Linked DNA regions of Hordeum vulgare: region 2 is linked to region 1. Evidence: chromatin contacts called from public Hi-C data. All regions are on one chromosome and are shown on one strand. Each heading gives the region's core, a stretch centred on a gene start, on an enhancer-like site or on the middle of the called end of the contact. The rest is flanking DNA. Distances are from core to core; before and after follow the strand shown. Region 1 has its middle 33 kb from the start of LOC123415836. Region 2 holds the start of LOC123446721 (protein RNA-directed DNA methylation 3).

Region 1 (5,113 bases), core at 1,369-3,868:
TGATAGTTTTTTTGATAAATATAGTTGTGTGCATCATAATGACAGATAGGCGAGAGATCAATCTGTTTTCGAAGAAACGGTGGAGCAGAGGTCGCAAGACGCCCGATGTACAAGAAAAAGGCAAATCTAACGTACTTGCCCACAAACAAGTTGGACATTTAGGTGTGAATGAAAGGTCTGATACATCGTTGATATCATTTTTTTTAGAAAAAGAGGATGACCCCGGCCTCTGTATCTGGAAGATGCATGTTGTCATTATATCGTAGATATCATAAGGTAATGATAGAGTTAAGTGTTCCCCCTTCAGGAATAATGCAGTTTCATGTGTGAATACAACCGTTGTTCACTTATAAGATACTTTTACTTAACTGGTTCAGGATGTGAAATTTCCAAGTAGATTATTCAATTGATGTTATCACAAAAATCTGAGTGCTTTTGGCCAAAACCCTACACAAAGTATAAATAGAAAACTAAAATTCCAACCATACTAGAGCCCGCGTGAACCACAACAGCATTGGATATGCCCCGTGCCACTGTCAATGTACTCCCTCCGTTCCTAAATATAAGTCTTTTTAAAGATTTTATTAAATAACTACATACGAAGCAAAATGGATGAATTCATATTTTAAAGTATGTCTATATACATCCGTATGTAGTCTTCTAGTGAAACATCTTAAAAGACTTATATTTAGGAACGGAGGAAGTACATAACAAGAAACGAACCAGCATCCACACATTATACTGAATTACGGATAAGAGAAGAATGCACAATATCGCCAACTCCGCAACAAGATGCTCCAATATTAGTTCGATCGCTGAAATCCAAGAGATTGATCACCAAAGATTGCAACATCGACCTTCCCCCAAAGAAGGTACCTACTATACTTGACCTTCCTGTAATTCTATCCATCTACCATTTATATTCAAGCTAAACTCCATGTCATTTTCTACAACTACAGAACAAAAACAGAAATGGGTAAAGTCCCCATCCTAAGTGTCTGAATTTTCACAGTAAAAACGAGAATGTTCCAGTACTCCGTGAAAATGCATATCGCCGCACCGGACTGAAGTTCTCTCCGTGTTCTCCTATAGTCGATGCCTGGTCACATCCATGCTAAACGATACCGTCTGGCACTGAAAACACAGAAGAAGAAAAATGTAACTAAAATCGCTTCGCAAGTTTCAGTTATACGCACTGAAGAACAAAATGTTCAGAATGAACAGAGGTTCAGAAAAAATGTTCAGAAGCTGAACAAGAGCAGGGAATCAGAGAACAAAAGGAGCAGAGAGAACCCATTGTTTACCTGCAGGAGAGGACGCCGGGACCAGGACGAACTCCATCTGGCTGTTGCCGGGAGGGAGGTCCAGGACGACGGGGAAGAGACCCGGGCCGGTCCTGCGGCAGACAACGAAGTCCTGGCGCCGGGTCTCCTCCGCCAGCCTGCGGTGCAGCGCCGCGAGGCTCTGCTCCTTGAACGAGAAGTACTTCCATGTCCCCTCGTCGAACTCGTCCACGCCGCCGTCGTCCCTGGCGGTGTTGTAGAAGATCAGCCGCGGCGCCGGCATCGACAGGGGCTCCTCCTCGACCGCCCCAAGTGAACTAGACATGTCCTGCGCAATCACGAGCAAAATCCACGAATCAAAGAAAGTGTCTTCTTCCCCCGAGAAGAATTCGGGACGAAGCGTTCAAGAAAGTAGGAATAACAGGCACAATTCGGCTTGCAAATACGCATGAATCGACCATGTCAACCCAAGAAGGTGCTTCTTTCTCGAAGGAATCAACAAATTTGTTTCGGATTGCGCAAGAACCGGAGAAAGGAAGCAAGCAATAAGATAGGATCGATCGGGCTTCTGTTCGAGTACCTTGGCGGAGCGCAGCCTGGCGAGGACGCTGGACGCCGTGTCGGACTCCGACGTGATCGCCTCCAAGCGGGCGTCGCAGGACTGGGCGCGGCAGGCCCGCGGCGAGGGCAGCAGCAGCAGCGCCGCCTCCGCGGCCGGGACGACCTCGACCACCCAGGAGCTCCCCTCCGGGTCGGCGTCCAGGTCGACGGTGACGGCGTTGTCCTGCGCCGTGTGCCCGAACCTGGCGCGGAGGAGGCGGCCGTAGGGACCGGACAGCGCGAGGTGCTCGCCCTCGCGCAGCGGGGACCAGAGGAAGGCGTTGTCGTTGGGGCAGGACGGCGAGCCCTGGACGACCCTGCAGCAGGCCCGGGTGCCGCGGCCGCGGCCGAGTATGTCGGCGGGGATCTCGGTGGCGCCCAGGTAGAGGCCCCGCTGGCCCTGGAGGCGCACGTAGTCGTCGCCGGCGAGCTCCACGGCCCAGACCGTGCCGCGGGAGTTGCGGCGGTAGCCGTGGGAGACGGCCTCGCCGTCGAGCGCGCAGAGGTACGTGCCCAGGTGGCTCCTGAGCCGCACGCACCAGGCGTCCTTGAAGAGCTCCATCGCTGAGGGGGGATCGGGAATCAAGAACGGGGCGGCGTTTCTTGGTTTGGGCTTCGGGGGCGAAGGGGGAAGAAGGTTCGTTTGGGCGGGAGGCAGAGTTTCGGTTGTCAGTTTCCATCGAGCGCAGCAACGGCCGTTGCTTTATGCCGACCGCTCGTTGGTGGGCTTCACCGAAGTTTTCGATCGACGAAGAGTCAGAAAAAAGAAAACAAACTGGGCACCGCTATGCGCCGGCGGTGCGAGCGCTCCTGCCGGTCGGACGATAGCCATCTGACTGCGATAGCTGTGGCATGTCGTCCTCGCTCTGCACCGGCGCATAGTCTCGCGTGCCTCCGACCTCCTGCCGCGCGAGCACCCCATCCCTCTCTCCCTGTTGTCGTCGCTCGTCGCTGTTGATGCTCGTGCATGCACACGCTTGTCCTCCGGAACTCCGGTTTGAAGCTCTTTTTCATTTTGGTTGAAACTTTTTCCATGACGCTTGAAGCTTTTTTCACAACGGTTGAAGCTTTGTCATGTCGCTTGAAGCTTTTTGCTGGTTGTATAAAAAATGATAGGCTTTTCTTGTTGATCTATGGTTGAAGCTTTTCAAACATATGGTTGAAGCTTTTGTGTCAACAATTACAACTTTTTGTATTTCGCTCGTCGGTTGAAGCTCTTTATATCGTCGGTTGAAGCTTTTCCTAGACGGCTGAAACTTTTTTCATCACCGGTTGCAGCATTCGCAGTTTGCATGGTGGGTGGCCCTTGATTCCCCTCATCTCTGATTGAAGCTTTCGACAATGTCGGTTGTAGCATTTTTGATCGTCGGTTTGAAGCTTTTTTCGTCGCCAGTTGCAGCATCGTCGTCTTTGTCATAGCTTTTCGTCTTCAACACCGGTGGCATCCGATGCGACTCCATGATGACCGACGGGATGAGATCCAACATGGGAGGCACGCCAGCTTGAAGGAACATCACGGATCTGCGACGGAGACAGGGATCGGCAATGTCGACAACAGCAGCGCAGGGACGCGCGCGGGGAAAGTACGCGAGAGGGCGACAGCGACCTGCGCAAAAGGGTATCGCAGTTCAGCCGACACGCCGTGTATAAACGTTTCCCAAATAAATTTGTGTTTTGCGTTCAGCACGCTGGATTAAAGCTATGAACTTATTTGGTTATATGCATCAACTTCCACTAGACCCGATGAATGCAGTTTTATTTGTTTGTTCCCTGTTTTGTTCTATGCAAACACGGCTGGATCAGCTGTCAGCCTGTCACGATGCTTAAAAGCACCTCTCGGCGAGAGCTCTTGTTCGACGCCTTGAAGGTCCGAACAGGTTCCTTACGCCCCCGCTCATGGGCCGGCTAGCCTTTTTGATTCATAGGATTGTTAAAATGCAGGAATAAAAAAAACGTAGGAATAAAGTGGCATGTCCTTTTCTACATTATAGGATTTAAAAGTGTGTTTGATAACACAGGAAAAACAAAGAAATTCTACAAAGAGGTTTGAGTGGATGGAAATTTTTCTTCAAAATGTAGTACAAACGAATCCTATGAAAAAATTCCAAAGGATTTCAATCCTACGAATCAAACGACTATCGTAGGAAAAAATCCTAAGGATCCAAATCCTCCAAAAATCCAATGAAATTCCTTTGTATCAAAAGAGCCCTAAGAAGGAAAGCGCTCCCTAATTGCTCGAACGCAGTTTACCAATTGATCGGCAGGATCCAAAATAAACTCCCACGTCTCCCTCCCTCCCAACCCTAGCCGCCTCCCCCTCCCCCTCCCTTCCTCGTCGTCGCCTGAGGCACCCGTCGGGCAAGCCCGGGGCGCCAAGGATGGTGGCAGCGGGGCCTAGGCTGCCCTGCATCTGAATGCGGAGACCCGGATCTGGAGCGACGGCTCCATTGACGGGGCACGACAGGCTAGCAGCCATGCGGGAGGTGGATCCGGCGTCTCGGCCGCGCGGGCGGCGAGATCCGGTGGTCGTTGGCGTCCTGCGGCGGCTTTTGCGATGGCCAGTGCGCGCGATCTGGCGCCTCTCCCCTCCTCCCCTGTTCGGCGTGCGGGGCAGCCTGGTCGGGCCGCGCTTTCTTGGATTGCCGGTTTTGTACAGGAGGTGCTGCTGGTGGTGGGGACCTAGTTCGGGCGAAATCCCTGGTCGGCCATGGCCGGCCGCGTCGATGGCGACGCCTGAGGGCGACGTTCCCCTCCTTAGAGGCGTCGGTATGGACTGATCCCCTCATTTCCCCTTCCCCTAGGTCTCCCGGGCGAAAGCCTTAACTTTGTTGGGCGGCGGCGGCGCTCACGGCGCCGTTCCCTTCTTGAAGGCGTCGCTTTGTGAACCTTGGGGCTGGGTGGCGCTTGTGGGTGGTGGACGACGGCGGTGGTGCGGCCCTATCCTAGCATGGATCTCCGTCCGTTGCTTGGAGATGGACTCGCGTAGGTGGAGGTCGTCGTTTGGCGTCATGATGGTGTCGATGGCGGAGGCACCTGCCAAGGCTGGTACCTCAATCTGATCTGAAGATGGACCAGTGAAAGATGGCGGCGACGACACATGTGAGTGCGTCGGATCGGTTTGTGCCTCGGACCCGGTATGTGGCTCGGTCAGGGTCTTCGGCTTTAGATGTTAGGCTTAGGTGAGAGGTCTGGGTATTTGGTCCAGCTTGCACCTCTTCATCATATGAATA
Region 2 (5,113 bases), core at 1,682-4,181, 170 kb after region 1:
CCGAAACACTTCCGGTATCCGAAACCATCCGTCCTATATATCAATCTTTACCTACGGACCATTTCGGAGCTCCTCGTGAAGTCCGGGATCTCATCCGGGACTCCGAACAACTTTCGGTAACCTCGTATAACAATTCCCTATAATCCTAGCGTCATCGAACCTTAAGTGTGTAGACCCTACGGGTTCGGGAGACAGGCAGACATGACCGAGACACCTCTCTGGCCAATAACCATCAGCGGGGTCTGGATACCCATGGTGGCTCCCACTTGTTCCACGATGATCTCATCGGATGAACCACGATGTCAAGGATTCAATCAATCCCGTACACGATTCCCTTTGTCTGTCGGTATAGAACTTGCCCGAGATTCGATCGTTGGTATACCTATACCTTGTTCAATCTCGTTACCGGTAAGTCTTTTTACTCGTTCCGTAGCACGTCATCGTGTGACTAACTCCTTAGTCACATTGAGCTCATGATGATGTTCTACCGAGTGGGCCCAGAGATACCTCTCCGTCACACGGAGTGACAAATCCCGATCTCGATTCGTACCAACCCAACAGACACTTTCGGAGGTACCCGTAGTGCACCTTTATGGTCACCCAGTTACGTTGTGACGTTTGATACACCCAAAGCACTCCTACGGTATCCGGGAGTTGCACAATCTCACGGTCGAAGGAAAAGATACTTGACATTAGAAAAGCATTAGCATACGAACAATACGATCTAGTGCTAGGCTTAGGATTGGGTCTTGTCCATCACATCATTCTCCCAATGATGTGATCCCGTTATCAATGACATCTAATGCCCATGATCAGGAAACCATGATCATCTATTGACTAACGAGCTAGCCAACTAGAGGCTTGCTAGGGACACATTGTGATCTATTTATTCACACATGTATTATTGTTTCCTGTTAATACAATTATAGCATGAACAATAGACGATTATCATGAACAAGGAAATATGATAATAACCATTTTATTATTGCCTCTAGGGCATATTTCCAACATCGCCCACTACCTATTTTTCTCAACATGCAAGTATGACACCAAATATACAATAATAAAACACAATATATATATTTTGCAAAAAATTCTGCAACAACGTTCGGGGCATCAACTAGCCCCTAGCAAGAATCCTAGCAAGAACCCTAGGCGTGGGATGTCTCACCAGAGGCTTGGGTCGGTGTCGGGGTCGGGGCAGGGGTCAAGGTCGCGGGGGTCGAGGTCGGGGTCGGGACCGGGGTCGAGGTCGGGGTCGGGGCTGGGGGCGAGGTCGTCGGGGAGGACCTATGGTGGCGGCGACGCAGAGTGGAGATGAGAGAGTGAGGAGGGAGGAAGGTAGGGAGTGAGGGGCGGGGCGACGATGCAGAGTGGAGAGGGAGAGGTGAGGAGGGGAAGAGGGAGGGAGTGAGGGGCGGGGCGATGACGCAGAGTGGAGAGGGAGGGAGTGAGGGGCGGCGGCGCAGAGCATGGAGAGGGAGAGAGTGAGAGAGAGGGGCGTGCGGGGGCGACGAAGACGATAAGTGCATGCCCACTTAGCAGCAGCGCGGGTCGAAAAAACACGGTACTACTATTCTTTTAGCAGCAACGTCGGTATCTGGGCGCGCTACTACTATTCTTTTAGCTGTAGCGCCGATATTTGGGCGCGCTACTACTATTCTTTTAGCTGTAGCGCCGGTATCTGGGGCACGCTACTACTAAATCTAGCCTGTCGAAAACGGTGGGGCAATATTAGTAGTAGCGTGTTTCTAGTAGACGCGCGCTACTGATATGTAGCAGTGGCACCCTGTTTTATCCAGCGTTGCTGTTAATGTTTTGTGTATAAGGTTTCCCTAGTAGTGTTCACCTGTCCGAGAAGGTGAGACAACAACGGTGGGCGCCAACGCTGATAGGAGGGACAACGGGGGCGGTGCTGGGGTTGGGGGAGGGGAGATTGACGGTGTGGGCTCGAGGCGACAACTAGTTTAGATGTAGAGAGAAGGAATTGGGAGATGAGGAAGGGTTGGTTTAGGGTTTGAGAGAGAGGGAGAGGAGGCGGCTAGGTTTTCCATCGCGAACATTCGAGCCTTGCATATACTTTCTGGTGAATTACGAAAATGACCCGATGAGGACTGAGATATTATAGAAAACTATTTTTAATCGACGATTCATAGCACACCGATGAAAATCCGATGACCGAGTCACATCAAACCCACGATCCAACCACCATGTTTGCGTTGCAAATCGGGTTCGACAACCTTGAGCTGCGGTGGCTACGAGGGCTTGGTTTTATCCGTCCCTTAGGCTGGTTGTAATGGGTAGTATCATATGCATGATACTAGTCTATGATAGCACATCCGTAATGCATAGTATCATATGTTAGTATCATAAGGCAGTTCATTTATTGTCATGCAAGACACATAGTAACACATCATTTAATATGATACGGTATCATGATATGATACTCAACCCTCTCTTTTTTCATTTAATTCTATGCCACCTCATCGAAATTGCCTAGTTGTCATGCATGATACTACCATTACGGGCAGCCTTAACTTTAGGGACCGCATAGATTTTTTTTTTACACAACCGGCATACTCCCTCCGTTCCTAAATACAAGTAGTTTTAGAGATTTCATTAAAGGACTACATACGGATGTATATAGACATATTTTAAAACGTAGATTCACTCATTTTGTTTCGTATGTAGACCACTAGTACAATCTCTAAAAAAAACCCTATATTTACGAACGGAGGGAGTAGAATCTTTGCTCACGCACAACCCGCACGGTCGCATCACCCACCACCATCGCTTGTTCCCTCCCCACAATGCGCAATTACGGACAAAGCGAGGGGGCCATCCGGAAATAGTCACACCTCGGAGGGGGCTCCTGGGGGTCTCCTGGGTTAAAACCCTCCCCTCCTCGACACCTGCCGTACCTCCTCCCCACCCCATTCCCCACTCTCTCCCCCCACACTCGCTGCGCGATCCCCTCCGCCCCCCACCATGGCGGTGAAGGGGAAGGGCAAGCAGATCGCTTCCGACGACCCGGGATCCTCCTCCGGCTCCAAGCGGCGCGGCGCCGGCCCCTCATCCTCCTCCGCCAAGCGCCGCCGCGGCGGCTCCGGCGTCCTCCAGTTCGTCGACGACGCCGCCGGCGTCGACGACGGGTACGAGGAGGAGGAGGAGGAGGAGGAAGAGGAGGAGGAGGAGGCGGAGGAGTTACAGGACGACCTCGACGACGGTACGGAACCACGGATCGATCGGTTTTCCCGAGGCGGCGGACATACCAGCGTTCGTTCGGTGGCATCGATTCGTTGGTTCGGTTGGGGGTTTAGGGTTCGGAACAACGCGGCCCCGGTCCTCTGTGTTGTGCTTCGATGTCTCCGTTAGGTGTATGTGTTGATTGGGTGTTTTTTGTTCGGCTTCGGTGGGATTTTGTTGGTTGGGTTTTTTCTTTCCCCACCCTTGAACAGTAGGAACCTTTTGATAGGCTGACATCTGTCTCAAATTTCCGCCTATTCCCCAAGGTTACACTTTAGATGTTGCAGAACCCGGGCCTGGGATCCCAGCGAATAGAAATCCAGAAGTTCTCGTTTTTTCGGTGTTAATAAATAATAATGATGCATGTACAGGTGCTTAGCAGGCATTGCATTTTTCTTTTGGGAATGGAAGGTTTCTAGCAGGTGATCTGGGGAGGTAAAACGATAATATGTTTATTGGCGAGGTAGGACTACAAAGTGGGGTTGGGATTTGTTGCTTCTCCTTTTGCTTGAAAACTGCCTGTTAAGAAAGCTCACTTGACAATATTAGTTTAATGGCGCACAAGTAAGTTGTGCTTCTAGGCGGCATTGACTTGCTGACCATTGCATTAGCCATCAGGGATAGGGCATGTCTTTTATTGTATTATATGTGTCGTTGATGGTTTGCACACTAGTTTGGATTTTACATGAACCACTACAATGGTTTTAAGTTACATCGGAAGTAGGTCTTAACCAAGTTGTTTTGTATGAAGTTTGTTGTGAGTTACTAAGTCAGACATGTTAGAGGTCATTGGAGTTTTCCTTTTACAATGATGACACACATTTAGGGGCACATATCAACATTCTGCAGGTTTGCAACTTTTTACAAGGACACGCGGGGCAACATTATTAAATTCATGTTTGTGCACTTGCCCTTGTTCATAAAAATATCAAATAACCTCGGACTGTATAAGGGTGACATTTTTTTTTTCGTTCATATATTTTCCAGTAACCAATGAGTGAATAATATTTATAGTTAGTTTCATCTGCTGGGTTTTGTTGTGCGTAGTGAGGACTATGTTTATAACTTTATAAGTTGTCACCTTATGGTCGATCAGGTATCAAGGTGTCTGGGGTTGCTGCCCTGCCTTTTTCGCTGTGGTAAAGCTAAAAAGGGGGAGTGGGAAAAATAAGATGGCAAGGGAAGAGAAAGGGATAGATGGTGGGAGGCGAGGGGAGAGGGTGGAAAAGAGGAGAGGAGGCAGGGGGCATGATGGAAGGGCCGGTGCAGCTAGGATTAGATACATAGGATCGAGGGAGAGTGTCTTTGGCGGCTCTGGCTAGGTCACTTTCCCCCTCGCCCTCCTCATCCATTTCCTAATTTTGCTTTGTTTCATCCACCCTATTGTTTCTTTCTACTCTGATGACTCCCTCTGGTAGGTCCAGTGTTTGAGCTATTATTTTTGGCGGACAGTGTTCTGGATGCTACAAAGGTGGCCAATGTGGCAAAACCTCTTCACAAATCATCCCCTATTTCTTATTCGTTTAAAAAAATAAGAGGGGTGATTGTAAGTAACTGGTTTTGATGTACATGGTCCATAGATCAGTTATAAAGTTAACCTTTTCTTTTGAACTATTACTAGGGAGTTGTAGGTTCTTGTCCTTTATAGGCTCCAACGATCAGTTTAACTTCATCATCTGAACACATGATTGTTTTAATTTTCAGGGCAATCATTGCTTGATTTTCTTTTGCAATTTCTGCTGATGTCATCCCACTGATGAACACTGCAGGTTTCTTTACTGCGGGGAGGACAAAAGGTGCAAGAATTGAAAGGTCACACGCTCTTCCATTTCTTGAACATGTAAAGGAAGAGGAGCTGAGCGGTGAT

The links. Hi-C and Micro-C count contacts between places; a contact is called where the count stands out from the background.
Region 2: a contact with region 1 is called in a Hi-C map of seedling, with 3 times the contacts expected there. The contact joins the promoter of LOC123446721 here to the enhancer-like site in region 1. A contact is called at or near these places in 3 of 6 Hi-C or Micro-C datasets (leaf and seedling) and 1 of 1 datasets of contacts at active chromatin or transcription factors (embryo).

Annotation. Positions count from the first base shown.
Region 1 is chr1H:474,374,178-474,379,290 of MorexV3_pseudomolecules_assembly, forward strand. No RefSeq gene overlaps it. Among protein-coding and RNA genes, the nearest start is that of LOC123415836, 33 kb to the left of the region's middle. Within about 2 kb of position 2,619, at least 2 of the 3 cell types and tissues checked have open chromatin away from gene starts, as enhancers often do. A contact at or near this core is called in leaf and seedling, where this site is marked.
Region 2 is chr1H:474,541,222-474,546,334 of MorexV3_pseudomolecules_assembly, forward strand. LOC123446721 (protein RNA-directed DNA methylation 3) reads left to right here and starts at 2,932. Exons shown (of 23, transcript XM_045123279.1): 1 at 2,932-3,226; 2 at 5,016-5,113. The coding sequence starts at 2,989.